2 separate regions of the Anas platyrhynchos genome follow, and region 2 is linked to region 1. A link is a contact called in public Hi-C data. All regions are on one chromosome and are shown on one strand. Each heading gives the region's core, a stretch centred on a gene start, on an enhancer-like site or on the middle of the called end of the contact. The rest is flanking DNA. Distances are from core to core; before and after follow the strand shown. Region 1 holds the start of TBC1D22B (TBC1 domain family member 22B). Region 2 has its middle 16 kb from the start of CACNA1S.

Evidence for each region. A called contact is a pair of places that touch in the nucleus more often than the background predicts.
Region 2: a contact with region 1 is called in a Hi-C map of subcutaneous adipose tissue, with 4 times the contacts expected there. The contact joins the enhancer-like site here to the promoter of TBC1D22B in region 1. A contact is called at or near these places in 7 of 8 Hi-C or Micro-C datasets (F1 follicle, F5 follicle, liver and 3 more).

What each region holds. Positions count from the first base shown.
Region 1 is chr27:4,702,049-4,708,306 of IASCAAS_PekinDuck_T2T, reverse strand. TBC1D22B (TBC1 domain family member 22B) reads left to right here and starts at 2,277. Exons shown (of 13, transcript XM_038168398.2): 1 at 2,277-2,511; 2 at 5,649-5,705. The coding sequence starts at 2,456.
Region 2 is chr27:4,737,310-4,743,567 of IASCAAS_PekinDuck_T2T, reverse strand. No RefSeq gene overlaps it. Among named protein-coding and RNA genes, the nearest start is that of CACNA1S, 16 kb to the left of the region's middle. Within about 2 kb of position 4,032, at least 3 of the 8 cell types and tissues checked have an H3K27ac peak or open chromatin away from gene starts, as enhancers often do. A contact at or near this core is called in subcutaneous adipose tissue, where this site is marked.

The DNA of each region.
Region 1 (6,258 bases), core at 1,028-3,527:
TTCTCAGGCCCTCGGGTCACTCTCCTGTTTTTCTAGCAGGGTGTTTCCAAACAGCCTTTGATACATTCAGCAACCCAAGCATGAGACTATGAGCTGTGAATTGCTGTTAAAAAGCAGGAGGGAGATCTCCAGCAAGGATTTATCCCTCGGGCTGGGGAGGGACAGCAAAGGGAACCCACCCTGCCCAGCTGGAGGGGCCAGCAGGCACCCGGAGGAGGCTGTGCAGGGACCTGCAGGTGCCAGAAGTGGCTCTAGGACAGATGGACACACTCAGCCTCCCACCGACACTGAGGGGATGGTTTCCATTTCTCAGTGTGCTGAGCTTTCACGCTTCCCACCGCCGCCTTGCACGTGGCAATCATGTCCCAAACCAGGGCAAATTCCTCACACCTGCATTTGCAGTCGTGTTACGGGACGGGGAGCTTTGTGGTAATGCAAATGGACGTCGCACCTTGCAGACCACACGCTTTGAGCCACGTTGCCCTGGCTGGAAGGAGCAGTATTTCTGTCCCAGTTCAGACCAGCCCCTTTCTGGAAGCCCTGCTCGCCCTCCTGACTGGGATGGCACTGACCCCCCTGCAGCTGGGAGCCTCAAAAAGCTCTATTTTTTGCTAGTTTTAAGTTTCCTTTCTCTGCTTCAGCCTCGGGATGGGAAAAGGAACCGATTCCTCTCGCTCGGCTTTCGTTCTCGTTCAGAACCGAAAGCTGCCACACTTCTGGGCTCGCTGCTCTGCTCCTGGCCACACCAGGCCCCCAAAACACCTCCCTGCATCCCCAGAGCACCTGGCAGGGAAACAGCAGCAACAAGTGGATTGACACCACTGCACCCGCTGCTAGGCCAGGCTTTGTGGCTGCAACAAGCCTGTGCCGCCCTCTGCTGTCAGCCCCGTCCTAAAAAAAGATAATTTTTCTGCAGAAATGCGCCTGCGATTTGTATTTCCCTCTCGCTTTGTGAGCACACGCAGCCCTCCCGCTCCCCAGAGGGTTTCCCCACTGCACTCGGGGTGATGCTGAGGGGACAGGGACAGCAGAGCTGGGGGTGGCAGCTGTCCCTTGGCTGGCTCGGGTGGCCCAGCGCCTGAGGTGTCCCCGAGGGGCTCCCTGCCCCGCTGCAAATAGGGGAAACTGAGGCACGGGCTGCGGCACTGACTCGTGGCCCTGCCAGCCACCAGGCACTGCTGAATGAGGCCCAGGCAGCACGGGGCCATCGCGCCTCGCCACCGGGATCTGGATGTCCCCATGTCCCCAGGGCCCTGGTGGCAGCACGCGGCCTGTGCCTGCCGCCATGGGGGCCTGGCACTCGGGGCTGCCCCCATGGAGGGGTTTTCTCCTCAGGGATGACAGAGGGGGCTGGCGGGGTCCCAAGATGTCACCACAAAGTCTGTTTGGGGGGTTCATTTTTTATTTGTTTGGGGGGTTATTTTCTTTATTTTTGTGTTTATGGGAGGTGGGGGAGTCCCCGTCCCTGGGGGGGCTCCAGGAGAGGTTGGGGCTGGTGCTTGGGGACACGGCTCAGTGGGGACAGTGGTGGGGGGGTGCTTGGAGCAGGTGACCCTGGGGGGCTCCTCCAGCCCTGATGACGCCATGGCAGTGACTCTGTGTTTTGACACTTGTGCTTTTTTCCACTTTACCCCCGTTTATTCACCAGGCGACCTCCCACACCTCACGGAGGCCGCCCCTATAACGCCCCTATAACACCCCGTTACTGGGGGACGTCCCCTGGGGGCTCAGTGAGGTGCCCCCCGCCCTCCCCATCCCTCTGGGTGCCATGGCAACGGGGAGGGGGGGGGCACCCGGGGACCCCACCACCCCTCATCCCCCCCCCCCCCCCCCCGCTCCCTGATGGTTCAGCCCGCCGCCAGCTCCCCCCGTCTCCCCGCGGGTGGTTTAAACCGCTCCCCCCCTCCCATCCCCTTCATGGTTTTGTCCCCCCCTCCCCCAGCGGAATGGTCTCTCCCGGCCCTCAGGGCGCTGTTTAACCCTGCCCGCCCAACCATTACCGTGGCGGGGGGGGGGCCCACGGGGGGAGGTCCCCTCCCGTCCCCAGCGCCCATTGCCAGCCCCCCCCCCCCCCCGCCCTTCTTCCTTCAGCACTAAATACTCCTCCCCACTCCCCTCTACAGCAGGTGAGATGGTTCATCCCACCCCCACAATAACCGAAATGGCTCACCCCCCCCCCCAAACATCCTAGATGGTACATCCCACCCCCTCCTTCCCCAACCCCTCCTCGTATGACATCACCCCTTCCCCTCTCCCCATTGGCCGAGCCTCCGGGACCGCCGCGAGGGCGACCAATGGCGGCGCTCCCCGCGCCCTCAACCAACATGGCGCCGGCGGCGGCTTCAACCGGGCGGCGGTGAGGGCGGAGGGGGGGGCGCCGGGGCCTTCTCCGCGCTCCGCCGCTGCGCCGGGGGCGGCCGGGCCCTGCCCGGCCCCGTCCCCCCCCCCCTCGGCCATGGCCGCCGAGAGCGGGCGGCACTTCTGGAAGCGCAGCGCCAAGCTGCCCGGCAGGTGGGGGCCGGGGGCCTTGAGGGGGGCTGAGGGGGCTTGGGGGAGGGGCTGAGGGGGCTTTTTGGGGGGGGCTGTGGGGTTTGGGGGGGGCTGTGGGGTTTTTTGGGGGCCTGAGGGGTCTTGGGGGGGGGCTGAGGGGGGTTTTGGGGGGGGGCTGTGGGGTTTGGGGGGGCTCTGGGGTCTTTTGGGGGGGGGTTATGGGGGGCTTTGGGGGGGATGTGGGGTTTTTTTGGAGGGTTTGGGGTTTTTCTAGGGGGGCTCTGGGGTTTTTGGGGGGTTGTGAGGGTCTTTGGGGTGTGTGGGGGTCTTTGGGGGGGCTGTGGGGTGTCCTGGAGGGGTTGGTATCTTTAGGAGGGATTTTTTGGGAGGTTATAGGGGGTTTTGGGTGTGGGGGGGGTCTTTTGGGGTCTTTAGGGGGGGCTATGGATTTTTTGTTTTTTTTGGGGTGTTTGGGGTGGCTGTGGAGTTTTGGGGTTTGTGAGGTTTTGGGGAGGAGGGGAGTGGAGTATGGGGGGGACGTGGTGCTGGGGGGTGGGGAGGTCTGAGGGGGGGCTGCACCCGTGCTGGGGGGGCTCCAAGGTTTTGGGGTGAGGGAGGCCGAGCCTTAACCCCCCCCCCCCCATAATGAGACCCTGCACAGAAACACCGAGGAGACCCTGGCCTCATTGTGGAGCCCCCCCGTTTCATGGGGGCCCCCTCCTTTTCTTGCAGCCCCCCCTTTTCCTGCACTTCCCCCTCTGGGCCCGTTTCCCAGGGAGGGCTCCACATTCACGGGGGACACCGCAGGGACCCCCCCGCTGTGGGACCGGGGGGGCGATGCTGCTGTGGGGTCTCTCCCTGCCTGGCCCCAGGAGCGGGGCACAACGGGGTGGCCGCAAGCCCCGTGCCCCAAACACAAACCCCATCGTGCTGGGGGCGTGTGGGGCCGGGACACCCCCTTTCCGGGGATTCTTTTGGGGTTTTGTGCGCGTCTGGCCCTCCTCGGGCTGTGTTCATGCTCGTTTGCCTGATCTGAACCCTGCCCTTTTTCTCCGGGTGTAGGCACGGGGTGAAATCAGTCGGAATTAAATCCCAACAGGCTCCCGCTCGGCTCTGGGGCTGCTCCAGCGCCCCGCTGTCAGTGGGACAGCCCGGATGGGGCACGGCACCTTCCCCCTCTCCTCTCCTGGTTGGAGCGGGTTCTGTGCACCCCCTGGGTCCCTCCTGGCCCCATTCTTTCGCCCCAAGCTGCTGCTGCCTTGGGGCTGCTTCGCCCCGGCACGCTGCAGCCAGGGGAACCGGTCGGGGAGGCAGCCAGCCCTGCCCAGGCAGAGCTCTGCCTGCAGACAGGTTCCTAAATCCCCCCCCTGTCCGAGGAGGTGTGTTACCAGCCCTAAATACCCCGTGTGCCATCCTTTCCAGGAACGGGTACAGGCAGGGCTCGGGCCTCAACCCCAAAGGGCAGCACCGGCACGGACAGCAGAGGTGTGGGACACCCGGCACCGGGCTCAGAGCTGCCTCTTGTGCTTCTGATGGGAACTTTTTGAGGTCTTCCCTGCACATTTTTGGCTCTCTCCTTCCCTTGTCCTGACAAGTTGGTGGAGGGAGGCTTTGGGATGATCTGGAGGCTGCCCTAGGTTCGTTTGCCACGATGGGAGGAATGGGGCCGCTTGGGTTTGTGAGCTTGTAGCTTTTCCCTGTCGATATTAGGGCGTGTGGCAGAAGTGGTAAAGGTGGTTTCACGTCTCCCGTGCTGCCCCGTGGCTGTTGCATTGGGATTTGTCCCCCCTGTAATTTTTGGGGTGCGTTGGCAGGTTGGCGCCGTGCGTCCCGGTGCACGTGTTTGTTTATTCCCTGCTCTTCGGAGAGGTGAGAGCGGTGAGGGCTGCGTGGCGCTGCCACGCTGGGGTGACAGCGGGGATCAGAATCTGCTCGGATAAGCCCTGAGGTGGCACCGAGAACCTGTGACACGGTGTCAGGAACCCCGGCCCCGCTGTGATCCCCGTGGCACCACGGTGCACCCCTCTGTGCGGAGCTTCAGGACCTGGACGTGAGCTCGGGGACGTGCTCAGGTCGGTGACGGGGCCAGGAGCAGACGTGGAGCACCCCGAGGGCCCAAACGTGCCACCTGGCAGCCGTGGGTGTTGGCTCAGCTCGGAGGTCACCTGCCGGGTGTCTCGGCGTTGGCGCTGCTCCCTTCCCACCTGCTTTGTTATTCCCACACGCAGATGTGTGTGTGTGTGTGCTGAGCCCAGCCTCCTCCTGCTCCGTGCTCGTTTCCATCCCCTGCCCCGGGTCTCCACGTCCCTCCCATCCCCCTGGCCCCGTTGCTGCCACCTCCCCGGTCCCCGCTTGTCCCCCTCCTGCTCTCCAGCTGTGCCGGGCTGCGGCCCCCCTCCGGTACAGCCGGGCTCTGCTCGTTTCCCTGCCGGGCTCCATCTGCAGCTCCTGGGAGCTCCATCGGGAGCCTTGTCCCTCGTGTGCCAGCTCTGAATGGGCCCTTGTCCCCGAGCTCTGTGCCGGGGGTGGCCAGGGCTTGTTTTCCACAACCCGAGCGTGGTTTGTGGGGTGGCTGTGAGTGGTTACCCCGACGGAGCTCGTAGCTCAGGATCCGTCTCGCTTCCAGGGGCTGTAACAGCAGTGGTTTGCACGTGTCTGACAGCTCCTTTTTGGGATGAGGCTCGCTGTCCCAGGGATGTGTCTCGCTGCAGACCCCATGGGAGGTGTTTGCTTGAGCTGGGATTTGGACCCGTGTCAAACCCCAGATCATACAGGCGGCTGCTTGGCTCTGGCTGCGAGCCTGAATGTCTGCGTGGGGATCAAACCTCAGGCCCTGAGGGGTCCCAGCGTCACTGGGCAGAGTCCTCCCCTGCTCTGGAGGGCTCAGGAGGGTGAAATCCCAAAGGTGGACAGCCCTCTGATGGAGGAGAGAATTAATTTTGGTGTTTGGGGCAGGCGCTGAGACGCGGGGTGAGGGGAGGGAGGCGGCGGTGCGGCACAGAGCAGGTCTCTGCCCCCTGCTCGAGATCCCAAATCCCAGCTCAGGCTGGAGAGAACCGAAGAGTTCCAACAAGGCTTCTCTTTGCTGCTGCAAAGATCAAATCTTCAGCCGAACGTGGCGCTTTGGATCTGAGGCTCTTTTTTCTTTTTTCCTGCAGCATTCAACCCGTCTACGGAGCGCAGCATCCCCCGCTGGATCCCCGCCTCACCAAGAAGTGAGTGTCCCATATCTCCCGGGGATGCAGCCTGCTCTGCAGCTTTGGGGCTCAATTCTGCAGCATCTGGAGGGCTCCAGCGTCCCCTGGAACCACAACATTCCCCCTCCTCCCTCTCGCTGGGAGTCCGTGTCCCAGTTTGCGTTGCTGGGATTGTAGAAATGGCCACGCAGCTTCCGTGCATCCCCTCTGCCCTGTGGGGTTTGGGTGCGGGCAAACAGCAGCAGGGGCACACGGCGCTGTGCTGGGCTCTGTGAAAGCTTGTAGGGGAATTTTAACCTGCTGCTGCCCTTCGTGGGCAAAAATCTGGCTCAGACACAGCAAAGGAGACGGGCACCTTCCTCGGCACCCGTGCCTGTGCCCTTTGGAGGGGGAAGAGCCGTGGGAAGGGCAAGGTGGAGCAGGGTGACAGCACCTGGGGAGAGGCAGCGCTACCCTGCACGGCCTCCTTCACCCTGTCTCGGCCGCGTAGCGCTCACGGTTCCCCTCTTGGTGACGCTTCAGCTGGTGGACTTTGACTTCTGTGGTGTAAGGGTGAATGCCAGGGCTCCTC
Region 2 (6,258 bases), core at 2,783-5,282, 34 kb before region 1:
CAGTTGGAGGTAGTTGCTCATGCCCGACCTGCAGGAAAAAACCCTATGAGCTTGTCCGTGGGCAGGTCCTGGTGTCCCCAAACCCACTGGGCCACAACAGCCTCTACCCCAGCTCCCTGAGCTCTGGAAGGGCCTCATCCACCCTGTCACCCCATGACATTTGGGGTCCTGTGACATGGGGTCCCTAGGGTACAGGGTGCCCTCATCCCTGCCACTTTACAAGGGTCCCCAAAACCTGTCATGTGAGGAAGCCCCAATTCCTGATATAAAGGAGTCTGCACTGTAATGGGGGCATTGTTGCTCTATTACATATTCCCTGTCATACACAGGGTGCCTGTTGCAGAAGGTATCCTCATCCTACTATACAGCGCTCCCCGTTTTGTAGGTGCCCTCATGTCCTTAAGTAAAAGGACATCGAGGCCCTGAAGTGTGTTCAGAGAAGGGCTATGGGGTTGGTGAAGGGCCTGGGACAAAAGTCCTGTGAGGAGAGGCTGAGGGCACTGGGGGGGTTTGGGCTGGGGAAGGGGAGGCTCAGGGCAGAGCTCATTGCTCTGGGACCAGAGGGAACGGCCTGGAGCTGTGCCAGGGGAGGTTGAGGTGGGCAATGAGGAGCCATTTCTGCTCAGACAGAGCGGGCAGGCGTTGGGACGGGTTGCCCAGGGAGGTGGGGGAGTCCCCGTCCCTGGGGGGGCTCCAGGAGAGGTTGGGGCTGGTGCTTGGGGACACGGCTCAGTGCGGACAGTGCGGGGGGGGTGCTTGGAGCAGGTGACCCTGGGGGGCTCCTCCACCCCTAATAACTGTGTGATTGTGTGACTCCAGGGGTTCTACTGTGCATACCCCCCACTGCACAGAGGTCCCCATAAAGGACCCCCCGCTACAGAGGGACCCCATCACAGGCTGTCCCCATGCACCCAGGTCCCCTCACAGTCCCTATACACATGGCGCCCCCAGCCCCACACGGGGAGGGCCCCGCCCCCCTCCTCACGCAGCCCCCCCCGCGGGGTCGCCATGGCAACGCCACCGCCACCACCGCGCCTGCGCCCTCCCCGCTTCATACGTCATCACTCCGGGCTGGGTGAGGGGGGGGGAGCGGGCGGGACCATTGTCGGAGAGATGGGGGGGGTGCGGGAGGGACCATTGCGGGAGATGGGGGGGGGGGGGGGGAGGAGCTGTGGGAGGAGGGAGGGCGATGGAGGCGCTGGAAGCGGAGGCTCCACAGCGGGGCGCACCCGGAGCTGGCACGGGGAGGCTGTGCCAGGGCAAGGACAGGGAGCCTGTGCTCCTGGTATGGAGTCACTGTGTCCTTAGGGTTGGAGGAGCCCCCCAGGGTCACCTGCTCCAAGCACCCCCCCACCACTGTCCCCACCGAGCCGTGTCCCCAAGCACCAGCCCCAACCTCTCCTGGAGCCCCCCCAGGGACGGGGACTCCCCCACCTCCCTGGGCAACCCGTCCCAACGCCTGCCCGCTCTGTCTGAGCAGAAATGGCTCCTCATTGCCCACCTCAACCTCCCCTGGCACAGCTCCAGGCCGTTCCCTCTGGTCCCAGAGCAATGAGCTCTGCCCTGAGCCTCCTCTTCCCCAGCCCAAACCCCCCCAGTGCCCTCAGTCACCCCTCACAGGACGCTGTCCTCCCCCTGGCCTCCCATGGACCCACAGTGAAGCCTTTCCTCTGTTCCCTCCATCCTCTGCCGCCCTGTGGTGCAAATTCTCATCCCCTGTGGTACAAATCTTTGTCCCCAAACGCTGCAGGGCCCCAAGGAGACTTTGAAGAGAGAGGACAAGTCTCCTGGGAGCCATGGTCACCGCCACCCGGCCCCACAGTGCCAGCACACCCGTGGCCCATGCCATGCCAGGCGATGGTGTCGGACATGGTGGCTGTGTTTGAAGGCCTTGGGGAGCATCGTGGGTGCTGCAGCTGCACCAGGGCGCCCCGTGGTGCAGGTTCAGAAAAGAAGCCCCATGGTGGAGGTGGTTTGGAGGCTGTGGGGAAGGAGGTGGGGTAATTTGCTTTTCTTCAGCACCCAGATCCGCCCCGCTGTCTGCCTCCTGCTGCAGGGGGAGATGCCTGAAAACCCCAGCTGGGGTGTGACTGACTTTGCTTTTGTTTTCCGTGCCGGACTCAGGTGTAGGCAGTGCCATGAAGGTTGGAAAAGCCCTCCAAGATCATCTGGTCCAACCATCGCCCTACCACCACCATCACCCAGCCCTCCAACCACTGCAGCCCCACACTGTGCCGGGGACACCCATTTGGGCTCTTCACAGCCCTTGGGACTGGCCACTCGAGTGTCTGGGAGATCCCGAGCCTCCGGCACCAGCCTCAGCTGTTTGCAGCGATGTGACTCCCAGGAAGGGGAATGGAAAGTGTCTCGTGAAGGGGGAGTGAGTTCCTTCACAGCTGAAATTCCTCCTGGTCAGATGGATCCAGGTGATCCCGCTCCACACTGCCCTGCTCCTCGGGATCGCTAGTTTTGGGAGAAACAGGGTGACCCAGGAGGAGATGAGCCAGGCCTCCCCACAGCTTCGTTTTCGCCCCCAGTTTTGCTGCTTGTGGCCTTGAGGCCCTCCCTTTGCCCTCACCCAGAGCGAGATCCACTTCAATCCCACCTCCCTGCGCTTTGGCTTTTTGAGGCAAAAAAGGAGCGAAATGGGGGCACGGTCGCTACTGCACAGACAAACTGGATCCCCCTTCCCCTCCCTCCTTGCTCTCTACAGGGGATATAGAGGCTGGGGGACCCCAGGGGACAAGCTGGGGACAATTTGGGGACCGGCCACCCCTCGGTGCTGTGCTGCCTGCTGCCGCCCGAGGGCAGCAACGCCTCAGCTTTCCTCCGAGCCCGGTGCCGGCTGGTGCAGGGGAGATGCTCGGGTTTGTGCAAGGATCGGTGGAAATGAGGCCATAAAGCTTGCCCTAAACCCTCCTGCCAGCCCAGTGTGCGCCCCAGGAGCCTTTTTGGAGGGTGTATTTTCTGCGGGATGGGCACCAGGGGCTGTGCCCCAGCGGCATCCTGCCCGTAACTGCAGAGCCCGGGCTGGTAGCTCGCCCTCACCCAGCTCGGGGACCCTAATTAAGGATTTAGGGTGCTGCTCTCCCAGCCTGTCACAGCTCCTGAATTCAGTCCCCTGGTGTGGGGGCACCCCATAACCACAGACACCCCCCTCTGTGTCCCTGCACTCCTGCCCAACCCAGACTTTCCCTGGACCTTATTCTGCCCACAAATGCTTTTCACCATCCTCTTTAGTCCCCAGAAGTGTTTTTTTGTCCCCACCCTCTTTAGCTCCCCAGAAACGTTGCCCAGGCAGAAGTCACCACTTTGAGCCTGCCGGGGGCTCAAATGGGATGCGGGGAGGCTCTGGGGGCCCCAGGAGCCTTGCATCCCCCAGGGATCTGGGGGTCCCCGCTTACCCATTAGACGGGGACAGCTGCAGAGCCCTGCAGCAGCCCCAGCCCCAGCCCCAAAGCCTCAGCCAGATCCCAGGGGTGTCACAGGTGGAAGGGATCTGCAGATGGAAGGGAGGTGGGTCACAGCCCAGCATTGCAAATGGGGACAATGCTCAGGGAAAGAACTGGGGGCAAAAATAAACCTCAACCATCACCACCCTGGGGGTCTCTGGGGAGGTCTGTCAGTATTTTTCCCCCCTTCCCCAGCCTAACCAGCTCAGCCCATCCCAAGAAAGGGCAAGCTCTGGTGGCTTTATCTCCTCGGAAGCAAGAGATAATGTTGGGAAAGGGCGAAAGGAGTTCAGGTGTGGGGGGCAGAGCCCTGCCAAGGCGCCCTCCAGGGTGCCACCAACCGCGCGTGTTCCCCCCTCGCCCCTGCACCTCCTGCTGCTGCCTCACGCAGGGGAAACCCCAGCACCCCTGGAAAAGCCGAGGAAGCTCAGGGTGCTGCCGGGGGTGGGAGGGAAAAAGCAAGCGAGGGGGAAGCCCGCGGGGCTGGAACATCTGCGTGGCCGCCTTCCGCCCCGGCGTCACCCGTGTGTCAGCGAGGAACAAAACAAGCCCGGAGCGGGGAGCTGCCGTCAGCCCGCAGCTCATGAATGGGCCTAAGAATAGATTTCCTGTTTACCCAGCGACAAATCGCTTCTGGGGCAGAGGGCACCTGCTTGCTATTTTTTGCCAAGCCCCTGCCCAGCTTGCTCCCCGGCCCGCTGGCCTCTGGCCAGCCCCGAGCTGCCCCCTGCGCTGCTGCAGCATCCACGTGCGGCAGGGGAAAGGGCCCGCAGAGGCTGCTGAGGGCTGGAGGAGCAGGGCAGAGACACGGTCACAGCCGTGCCACCAGCATCGTGCCGTCCCCGAGCATGGCTGCAGGGTGAAACCCTGCAAAAAAACTGTGGGCCATGAGCGCCAGGGAGGCACAGAGCCAGCTCCTGCCCCCGGCACTGAGCGTCCCCCGGGTGCTGGGGGGCCAAGTAGGGCAGGATGAAGCCCCCAGGATGTCACCAAGGAGCACTTCCAGAGGTGCACGGCTGCCTGGACACGGATCCCTTGTCCTGCTGGGGTGCAGCAATCACTCGGCTGCGCTGAGCACCTCCAAAACAGGCTGGGAAACCCAGCGCACGGGGCACCTTGTGATTCCCCACTGTGTTTTCCCATAAGAAAAATATTTTACACCCAAAACCTGCAGCAAAAGCCCAGCGGGACCACTGGGGAACTCTGGGGGAAGCAGGGTCCCGTCCTACACTCAGCAAAACCCATTTTGAATGGGTTCCATTTCGATAATTAAAAAATCATACAAATATAACTTTTTATGATTTTAAATCATACGAATTTATTGAATTTTGCCTCCCCCTGCCTTTTCAGCCCCCTCGCAGCAATGGCCACGCGGAGCACTTCACCTTCTGGTCTCCCCACGTGGAAAGCGAAACCCCGTGGAGAAGTCGTGCAGTTTCCCATTCTTGAGAATGAGGAAGGCTCGGGGGCCATTTACTGGAATCCCCGCAGCCCTCCCCGTGGCCTTTTCTTGTAAGCACTGACCGAAATACATTGTGAAACCCACACGGCTGCTACTCTTGGGGGCCGGGCCACCCATCATTGAGAAAACGCAAACCGCGGCAAGGAGGAACCGGTGCTGCTGCAGCAGCCTCTCTGCAGAGGCTTCACTGTCCTGTGCTCAACCCAAATCCCAGCCAGGTACCCGAAACCTGGATTCCAAATCCCAAATTCTGGCTGGGTAGCACGGCCTGATGGTGTCAGGAATGGGATGCAGGAAGGTTCAAGGGCCTGGAGCCAGCAGGAAGGTGGCCAGCAGGTGCCAGCCGAAATGCACCCTGCGCCCGATCCTGTCCCGCAGCACGTCGGGAGGCTGCTTTGTGGGGTGGGGGCTCTTGCTCTATAGGGACAGGCTCCATAGGGGGGTCTCTACAGGGGAAGCATCCCCCTCCCAGTAGGGACTGCTTTGTTGGGTAGATTCTCCTGCGTGATAACTGATGTAGGTGCAGCGCTGCACCACAGGAGATGGGGTTCCTTGCTCTGTAGGGCTGGTCTCCAGCCAAATGGGGTATCCCTCATGCTAAAGTGGCCGAGGTTGGGCTGTATAGGACCTGGGCTCTGTAGGGGCCAGCTCCCCACAGCAGGATCTCTTGCCCTATAGGTGTTGGGCTCCACAGGTGCATTCCCAGGAGCTGCTGGAGCGGAGCTAGGGGGGTCTGCGCCGCGTGGAGAAGGGTTGCTCCCCATGCCCTGCCCTATAGGGGCTGCAAACCTGCCCTATAACGGCTGCAATCCTGCCTTATAGGACCTGCAATCCGCAGGGGCTGTGATCCACAGGGGCTGTGCTCAACGCTGCTGCCTGCACATCCCCGTGGGGCCTGTTCGGGAGCATCGCCCGCGCCGCGGCGCTGGGGCTGCGCGAGTCGGAGCCTCCGCAGCGCGGCCTCTGCCCGCCCGCAGCCTCTGCAGCCCGCGGGGTTTTCGGCTGTGTTCGCGGGCTGCCGAGCGGCCGAGCGCTCCTGGTAGGAGATGGCCGAGGCCGAAGGAGGCCACAGGGGAGCCCTGCCCAGCGCAGCCGTCCCTGCGGCACCCAGGGTCCCGTGGGACTCGCATTTCCCCTCCCAACCCGGCTGTGCTGGGGGCACCCCTGGGTGCAGGGATTTCGGATGGGAAATGCTGAAAAATGATGCAAAAAGGTTACAACGCCCCCCCCCCCCCAAAAAAAAAATGCAGCTGGGACCGTGCAACCCCCCCCCAAAAAAACCTCCAGGGAGCGAGGCAAAGCTGGAGGGGTCCCCAGCACCCACCCGGCTGCACCCCATTCTGC